2 separate regions of the Sus scrofa genome follow, and region 1 is linked to region 2. Evidence: chromatin contacts called from public targeted proximity ligation data. All regions are on one chromosome and are shown on one strand. The core of a region is the stretch at or near the end of the contact, and the rest is flanking DNA. Distances in the headings are between cores, read along the strand shown.

Region 1 (4,735 bases), core at 477-2,976, 110 kb after region 2:
GTGTCATGACCCTGACTCTCCACAGCTGTGCTCGCACTCTGCCTTTAGCCTGCAGTGCCCGCCACCCTTATCCCGACCCACCCACCTTCACTCATCTGACCCCACCTCTGACTCCTTCAAGAATCTTCCCAAGGAGTTCCCGTCATGGCTCAGTGGAAATGAATCTGACTAGCATCCATGAGGACGCAGGTTCGATTCCCAGCCTTGCTCAGTGGGTTAAGGATCCAGTGTTGCTGTGGCTGTGGTGTAGGCCAGCAGCTACAGCTCCAATTTGACCCCTATCCTGGGAACCTCCATGTGCTGTGGAGGTGGCCCTAAGAAGCCAAAAAAAAAACAAAAAAACAAAAAAAAAAACTTCCCAAGGATCTGCATACCAGATAAATCAGCTATAAAGTAAGTCAAATCCTGCCTCCATCACTGCCTAGCCAGGACCTTTGGTAATTTTTGTAATCTTGCTAATCTTCATTTTCTTGTTCTGTAAATGAGTCAGGAAAATACCTCAGTTTTGGATATAAAATGTACATAAGAAAATGTGTGAAGTACATACAACAAACGCTGGATTAATGTCTTATTTACCTTTTTTTTTTTTTTTTTTTTGGCTGTGCCTGTGACATGCAAAAGTTCCCGGGTCAGGGATTGAAGACACAACACAGCCATAACCAGAGCCACAGCAGTGAAAATGCTGGGTCCTTAACCCACTGAGCCATGAGGGAACTCCCTCTTATTTATCTTTGTAATTTTTTTTTTTTTTGCTTTTTAGGGCCACCCCTTCACATATGGAAGTTCCCAGGCTAGGGATTGAATCAGAGCTGCAGCTGCCAGCCCACACCACAGCCACTGCAACATCAGAAACTTAACCCACTGAGTGAAGCCAGGGATTGAACCTGTATCCTCATGGATAGTAGCCACAGTGGGAACTCCCTATCTTTGTAATCTTTTAAACTGAAGTATAGTTGATGAACCATATTATATGTTACAAGTGTGCACTATAGTGATTTATAATTTTGAACATTATATCCTGTTTATGGTTATTATAAAATATTGGTTTTATTCTCTCATGTAGTACAATATATCCTTGTAGCTTATTATTTTTTTTGTTTCTGGCTGCACATGCAGCATCCAGAAGTTCCCAGGCCAGGGACTGAGCCCACACCACAGTTCCAACCCGCAGCACAGTTGCAATAACACCAGATCCTTCACCTACTGCACCACAAGGGAACTTGCGGCTTATTCATTCATAATAGTTTGTACCTCTTCATCCCCTCCCCCATATTGCCCCTCCCCCATCTTTCTCGCCACTGGTAACCACTAGATTGTTCTCTATACATACTGAGTCTACGTTTTTGATTTATTCACTACTTTGTTGTATTTTTTAGATTCCACATATAAGTGATACCATGAAGTACTTGTCTTTCTCTGACTTATTTCACTTAGCAATTGCTCTCCAAGTCCATCCATGTTGCTTCAAATGGTAAAATCTGAACTATGTCTTACTTATTAAAAGTAGCCATTTCTGGGAGTTCCCACTGCGGCACAATAGGATCATTGATGTCTCTGGAGCACTGGGACGAAGGGTTTGATCCCTGGCCGGGCACAATGGGTTAAGGACCTGGTGTTGCTGTAACTGCGGCATAGGTCACAACTGTAGCTGGGATCGGATCCCTGGCCCAGGAATCCCATATGACAAGGGGCAGCAAAAAAGGAAAAAAAAAAAAAAATCCACTTCTGGTCTCCAAAGCTTGCCTTCCCAGGGATTCTGGTTGGTAAAGGTGTTATTTAACCACTCCGGGAAATTCTCCCTTCTGCCACAAAATCCAGTCTTCTAGAGGCTTCCCTAGGTTATCTTTTACTTTAAATCATTCATTTATCTTTTACTTCAAATCATTCCTTGACGGGCCCTTACTGTTTGCCACGAACTGGGCTAGACTCTGGAGACACAAAGATTAAAGAATTCCTCTGACCCCGTCTTCCTCCGGACGCCTTCCCAGCCCACCCAGGCTGCCTAGAAGCCCCTAGTCCAACCATCACCGTTCAGTTGCTGAACTCCACCCTGAACTTGAGCATTTATATCAAACACGGTGCTGTTCCTGGTGCTAAGTAATCTGCATTCATTAAGTCACTTAATTCTCCCCACAACCTTAATCCCACTGAACAGATGAGGAAACAGAAGCACACAGCGATTAGGTAGTTTAGTTAGTCTTATCCGCTAAGCAGCGGGCTCCGGGATCTGAAAGCACACCTTCTGGCCCCAGCTTTAAATGTTCCTTTCTTTGTTTTTTCCACCGGCATCTGAAATCGTGCCAGATCCCAATGACTCTCTCCTGCGCCCACCACAATATCTGGCACCACGGGGAACCAATCATTTATTCCTCAAGTGAAAGGAGGGAAGAAAAGGGAAAGAAAGATGCATACTAGTCAGTCCGTCCACGGCGGTTTGGTTATCAACATTTCCGAAGCCTCAACACTGAGCAAGTGCCTGAGAAGTGCGGAGGGAGCTCAAGATAAACTGAGCGTTCAGCACGTTCAGTTACCAGTGGCCGTAGTGCCAAGAGCTCCGAGGAGACCCTTGCGTCGACCTGGCGGCCTCTTTTCTCTCGCCCCGTCCCCTTCGCCGGGAATTCCTGCTCCACGTCTTCCGTCCGCTCCCTTCGCCGTCCCCTCCGGGAGCTCCGCCCTCCGGGCTTTCCCGCGCTCCGGCCTCCGGGAGCCGAGGGGCGCGTGGGAGCGCGCCGGGCGCCGCGGGCATGCGCACTGGGGGCGGCGCACTGCGCATGCGGGAAGATGGCGGGCCGGGCGTCCTGAGCCCCGCGGGTCATCCTGCTCTCTTCCCGCCCGCGTCCCAAGTCCCGAGGTCGTGGGGCAGCGGCGCGTCCGTCCGCGGGCCGGCCTAGGCAGGCGGCGCCTCGGAGCAGGCCAGGGACCCGGCGGGTGCAGGCTCCCGGGACCCGGCGTCTTGGGGGCGGCGCCCGAGTGGAGCGGGAGAAGGCGGGAGAGCTCGCAGGGTGCGAGGGCGAGGGGCGGCCGGCCGGGCAGCATGAGTCAGCAGCGGCCGGCGCGCAAGCTGCCCAGCCTGCTCGTGGACCCGGCGGAGGAGACGGTGCGCCGCCGCTGCCGAGACCCCATCAACGTGGAGGGCCTGCTGGTAAGTCCCGGGAAAGGCGGGGGTCCCAGCGGCGGGGTGGGAGGTCCCCAAGCCGGCGGCGAGGCCAGACTGGCCGTCGTCTCGGGGGTGCGCTGCCCGGGGCTGGCCCGGGGCTGCTCCTCCGTCTCCTGGCGCGTACTGCCTATCACGTCTTGTGAACCGACCGGTCTCTCACTTCAACTCTCGCCTTCTTTGCATCTGCTGGCAGATATGTTGTCAGCCTCCTTGGCTTTTGCAAAGTCGGCTACAGAGCAGCGTTGGAGAAAATCGCTCAACTTCGCCTAAGATGATCATGCTTTTCGGTTTCCTCCGGACTCTCAGTGGATCTCTGCAAGTTCTCTCGCTTGTGTTCTTCCTTGCAGTTCTTCCTCCTACTTAAGTGCAGCCATTTAAAACTGTCCACACCTTGCATTTCCCACCGCCCGGCTCCCCAGTCAGCAAGTTATTTTTCCCTCCTGTTTGACAGAGGAAGTGGAAGGGACATGGAACTCCCTGAAGAAGGTCAATTTCCTCTATTGCTCCGGACTAGATGCAATATATTCTCCTTGATTCTCAGAGCCCTTGAAGCAGCCACCATTTTTCATTGCCCCCCCCCCCGCGCGCCCCCATCTTCAACATCTCTGCTGATTTCTTCCTTTTACCAGGAACTAAGCATTTCCCCAAGTCAGTTTGCCCAGAGACTGGGGAGGATTCGGTGCTCAAAAATAGTTCATGAGCATCATCTCATTTAATTCCAGGCAGCAGTCCTCAGGGATTATTCTCGTTTTACAGTTGCCCGAATAGACTTGGAGATGTTAGGTGACTTGCCTGTGGTTAGACAGTAAATACGGAGACCTGGATTTGACCTCATAGGGTCTGACTCTGGATGGTAAATTCTCCACTCCTCAAACCGCATGCCAAGTTCATTTCTGGCTTGAAAGATCCCTCGCTTGGTTCCTTGTGCCCTTCCATCTACTGCATCTCTTCCCCTGCACAGCCAAACTTTTTGAAAAAGTTGTTCACACTGCTGGGTCTGCTGGCTCACCTGTCATTAACCTTGACCTGCTGCTGGGACTTATCCCCTCCGCACAGCACAGCTCTGAGACTGTTCTAACCCAGGTTGCCAACAACCTTGTCACTTGCAGTGGATGTGTGTGTCCGTATCTTTTGTAGTTTTGACACGATTGGCCACTCCTGTGGGGAATTCTCGCCATCGAGTGGCTCCTTGGACACGTAATCTCTGCGCGCCGTCTGATCAGTTGGCCTCTCCTGTTCTCCTTTGCAGACTCCTCTTCCATTTCCAGCCCTGCTGTGTTGGCCTCGCGCATCTCCCACTTTCTCCAGTTTCTTCACGGGGTGGGGGGTGGGTGGGGGGGTCATTCACCACTCTGGTGACTTGGATTAACTGTTTGTATTGGTCTTAGTCTTGGAGAGTTTGGTAAAAGCTCTGAACTTCTTACTACGGAGTAAACTGCTTAATTTTGCATTTACTCTCCAAAGATACTCATATTCCTTGAAGTCTTAGATATTCTTCTCCATTCGATGGCTTTGGTTACCATGTCATAATAACTCCCACATCTGTAAATCCAGCTCAGAGCTTTCCTGCTGCCGACT
Region 2 (5,076 bases), core at 1,444-3,943:
TACACCACAGTTCATGGCAACACCAGGTCCCTGACCCACCGAACAAGGCCAGGGATTAAACTCACATCCTCATGGACACTAGTTGGATTCATTTCCACTGCTCCACAACGGGAACTCCTAGCTGTGTGATCTTGCTCTGTTTGGCTGAATGGGTCTACTGTTTTGGAGTCAAGGGACCAGCATTTGGTCTGGATTCACTACAAACCACCCCCCCCCCACATAACTTTGGGCAAGTGACCTAACCGAGTCCCTGCTTCTTTCTCTGTGGAATGGGGAGAACTGTGTCTCCTAGCTCCCTGTGCCACTGTGAAGATTCTATCAGGCCATAACTGTAGATACTGGCCCAACACCTGCGGCTCATTAAACATGCAACCCATGTTTGCTGCCTGAGAAGCTGGGGAGCCAGACAGAGAAGCAGAGGCAGAGCAAAGGCCAGTTCTCCCAGCATCGGTATAAAATCTGGGAAGGCATCTTTCCTCAGCAAGGTTATGAGAGCTCAGGCTTCAATCTGTGAGTGACAAGTGGCCTGACTCAACCCCTCAGCATCACAGAGCTAAAAAGCTTTTGTTTCCCAAAATGCATGCTGGGAACATCCCATGAGATGCTGGAGATGCTGCAGGCCCCGGCTCCTGGAGATTAATAGCAGACGGCCCATCCCAGGCTCTGAGAACTCTATGGGAAAAGAATCTTTTGTGAAAGGTAACGTTTATCAAACACGTATGACCGTGGAACCCCTTCTGGAATAACAGCCATTAGTGTGGAGCAGTACAGCCTGGAACACCGCTTGGCAAGTACATCTTATTTATTTATTTATTTTCGTCTTTTTAGGGCCGCACCCGTGGCATATGGAGTTCCCAGGCTAGGGGTGGAATCGGAGCGACAGCTGCCGGCCTACACCACGGCCACAGCAACTCGGGATTCGAGCCACATCTGCAACCTACACCACGGTTCATGGCAACGCCGGATCCTTAGAACCCACTGAGCAGAGCCAGGGATCGAACCTGTATCCTCATGGATACTAACTGGGTTCTTTACTGCTGAGCCATGATGGGAACTCCCTACAAGTCTAATTTAAAACCCCGTTGGCACGTGAGAAAAATGAGGTGCTGTGAGGGGAGATGGCAGAGCCCAGTTCACCACTGACAATGAGCAGCAGCTCGTTGTTGTTCTTTTTGTTTTGCATTAGACAGCCTGTAAAACTTGGCCTAGTTTTACACGTATAAATTGTGTGGATGCGGGTCCTTAACCTCCCTGAGACTCAGTTGCATCATCTGTAAAATGGCAGGTTTGGTAGTTCTCCTCGGGAGTCTGCTGGGATAGGGTTGAAAAGCTAAGCCGGGAAGTTCCCATCGTGGCTCAGCAGAAACGAATCTGATCCTGTGTCCATGAGGATGCAGGTTTGATCCCTGGCTTCGCTCACTGGGTTAAAGATCCGGCGTCGCCGTGAGCTGTGGTGAGGGCTGTAGATGCAGCTTGGATCTAGCGTGGCTGTGGCTGTGATGTAGGCCGGTGGCTGCAGCTCCGATTCGACCCCTAGCCTGGGAACTTCCATATGCTGAAGCTGCGGCCCTCAGAAGATAAAAAAAAGTAAGCCATAGAGTCGCACTGACTCTGGGTGCACACCCAGTTCTGTCACTTGCTGGACGTGTGGCCTGGGAAAGTCATGGGGTCTCTGAGTCTCAGTTTATTTGCAAATGGGAACAATACCAAGGCTCGGAGAGGTCAGGAGAACGAAGGAAGACGATGAGAGGAAGGCTCCTGGAGAAAGGCACACAATGAGCACCTGAAAGATGCCACGCCGAGGGAGTGAGACAAAGCCCACTGTGACAGCCACGCTCCTCCCTCACGCCCTTTGGTGTCTCACGGCCCGTTTTCCTGCCCCTGTGACCCTCAGACGTGCAAGGCCACCTGCCAGCATCTTTCCCCTCATTCTCAGCTGCAGAATTTTCTGGAGCCACAGCACAACATCACTAGCCCCAAATGCAAGATAAGAAGTAAACGAAGGTCCCTTTGGCAGAGGGGCTGAGTCACCCAAGAAGGCAGGGAGGTGAGCCCCTGGGGTGCACATGCCTCACCTCGCCCTTGACTCCTGAGCGTTTTGAGTGACTTCAAGACAGGTGGGAAGTTCCCGTCGTGGCTCAGCGGGTAACGGACCCAATTAGCATCCATGAGGAGGCAGGTTCGATCCCTGGCCTCGCTCAGTGGGTTAAGGATCCGTTGTTGCTCTGAGCTGTGGTGTAGGTTGCAGAGGCAGCTCGGATCCCTGGTTGCTGTGGCTGTGGCGTACACCGGCAGCTACAGCTCCAACTGGGCCACTCGCCTGGGAACCTCCATATGCCGCAGGTATGGCCCTAAAAAGACAAAACAAGAAAAAAAAAAAAGGGCAGATGGGTACCTCTTCCCCAGGGCAGTGACCATGGCCTCAAAAGAGCTGTCGTATCTGAGCAAGGGCAGGCTGTGTCCAGAGAGGGTGGATTCGATGAACTCCGACAGCCCGAAGTACTTCTTGTTCTCAGGATACAAGTCCACTCCCTAAAACAGAGAGGCACACGGGTCACGCAAACATCGCACTTGCGGGGGGCTGAGGATCACGTGACAGGGGCACGGGGGACCTGGATGGACATTTTGGTCTGCAGGGTACTGACTCTGCAGTCCCTGGATGACACACATAAATGCCTTTCCTCAGTGGACCCGGAGCAGAGAGCGCGCCTGCGTAAAGCCTGGGGCCTCCTGCCAAGACTTTTCCATTCACTTGACCCCAGGGCCTTTGCCAAGAAGAAAATCAGCCTCATCTTTCTTTTTTTTTTTAAACCCACAACTTGCTTTGTGAAACCTGCTTCTTTCCAACAGGTTCAGCTGGTTTTAGAGAAAGGCCAATCAACTCGTTTGCCCTCAACTGAAATCAGCAGAAAGGTACCGATCTAATCAATTTTACTCCCCGTGATAGAAAATTCCTCCCCAACTAACCCCGGAGCCTATCAAACCTCAGAGCACAGCAACATTGGGGGAAGTTGCTAAAATTGCACACGCATGAACTTTACCCCATGAAGCATAGCGGTTAAGCGGGAAGGCCAGGGAGTTGGCTGTCCTGGGTCATATCCTGGTTCTAGAACTTTCTAGCGGCAGGACTTTGGGCAAGTGGCTTCACTCCTCCCCTCTGTCTCATTTTCCCCATAGATAAGTCCGAAATCATCCGAGCAGCTGCATCTTCTATGAGTTCATCGGGTGACACACTTAGAACGGTGCCTGCGGGCTCACCATAAGCACTACCTAAAAATAGCTGCTGTTGCCACCTCTGATTCTCCATCAGCTGGACAGGAGTGTCAGCACCTTCAGAAGTTCCCTGGGTGACTCTGAGACACTCCCCCAAATCCAGAACATGAGGTCTACGATCTGCTTGTGTAATTAGCCAGAATCCAACCACTCCGATTTCTCAACCAACCAGAAATTACTGTTGTCTTCTCTTTTGATTTGAAAATGGCAAGTGACAAGCGGAAACAACTTTCGCCAGGTTTTGTGGCTGTGTGTTCAGTTTGAGGAAGGAGATTCTGACCCTTGCTGCCGAAGGAGGCAGGGAGGGGAAAAACAGGGCTTCTAGACAAACTTCGAGTCACCCCGACTCTACGCCCACATCCCCACAGCCCTGGAGGCTCTACGTGCAACGCCAGCAGCGCAAGTGTTTGGAACGCAAACTTCTGTCACCAGAGAAACAATGAACCAACTGTGTTTCATTGCCTCGAATGTTCTACGATAGGAAGCCAACCAATGCATTGCAGGAAGGTTTCCAAAAATCAGGAAGGGCTTAAATCTTACCATACACGGAGTCAAAGATCTCAAGGGCTGGAACCCACTGACCCCCAATTTGGCAAGTCAGTCAAATCTTTTTTTATTTTTTATTTTCTTTTTAGGGCCGCACCTGCGGCTCATGGAAGTTCCCAGGCCAGGGGTTGAATTGGCATTACTGTTGCCGGCCTACACCACAGCTACAGCCACGCTGGATCCGAGCCGCATCTGCGAGCTACACCACAGCTCACGGCAGCGCCGGATCCTTAACCCGCTGAGCGGGGCCAGGGATCGAACCTGCGTCCTTGTGGATATCAGGCGGGTGCATTACTGCTGAGCCACGACGGGAACTTCCTAGCCCGTCAGATCTTTGCTGAACAGAATCTCTCCCAGCGCAAGGTCACGGCTACTCCGGGCCCAGCAGCCCAGGGGCACTCACGTTACTGTAGGAGGCAGGCCAGTGGATCTCGTTGTAAGGGCTGATGAGGGTGTGTTGCGTCTGCAGCGCGTACGGGAAGGAGGTCACGTGGAGCGTCACGATGTTGGGCGCTTCCTTCACCTCTTTGCAGTTGAGCAATCTGTCCACCAGCCCCACGGACGGGTCGCTTTGCGAATAGAGGTTGTGGACAGCACTACTGAGGGAGGAAAGGGGGAGAAAGAAGAAGCCGTGAGTGGAATGCCAGGCCCCGTGCCGCGACTTTACCAGGATGGAGCAGGAGGATACCCTGATCGCAAGCCCGCCACCTCTGCCGACGATCAGAGCTTACGGTTCTGCCTACGACGAGGAAAATGAAATTTTGAAAAATGACGGCACTTCTGGGACCTGCCCAGGAGTCCCCTGATACACATCCAAAGTGTGGCGGGGGAACCGTATTTATAGAAGATCACCTGCAAGCTCCATCACCCACCTGCGCATTTAGCCGAGGGATGCTCAGCCTGGGGGTGGCCCCCTCTGCCGGGGCACCTGCCTCCTTCGACTCTTTTCCCTAAAGTCCTACAGACCCCAACATGATCCAAAGAGGACGTGAACGGGTAAATCTGACACTAAATTTAAAAGTTTAGGGGAGTTCCCTGGTGGCTCAGATGGTTAAGATCTGGTGTTGCCACTGCTGCGGCACGGGTTCGATCCCTGGCCCGGGAACGTCTGCGTGCTGTGGGCACAGCCAAAAAACAAACAAAAAAGAAGCAAACGAATCTGAAAAAGAATGAATGCGTGTATGTGGATAACTGAATCCGTTTGCTGTACAGCAGGAATCATCACGACACTGTAAATCAACTGTAATAAAAAAACAA

The links.
Region 1: a contact with region 2 is called in a targeted proximity ligation map of skeletal muscle. A contact is called at or near these places in 12 of 47 Hi-C or Micro-C datasets (embryonic fibroblasts, epiblast stem cells, fetal skeletal muscle and 5 more) and 1 of 2 datasets of targeted methods (skeletal muscle).

What each region holds. Positions count from the first base shown.
Region 1 is chr3:125,246,506-125,251,240 of Sscrofa11.1, forward strand. It overlaps E2F6 (transcription factor E2F6), which reads left to right and starts at 1,727. Exons shown (of 8, transcript XR_002342859.1): 1 at 1,727-3,142.
Region 2 is chr3:125,131,613-125,136,688 of Sscrofa11.1, forward strand. It overlaps GREB1 (protein GREB1), which reads right to left. Exons shown (of 33, transcript XM_021087828.1): 16 at 4,223-4,418; 17 at 2,396-2,532. Among named protein-coding and RNA genes, the nearest start is that of NTSR2, 52 kb to the left of the region's middle.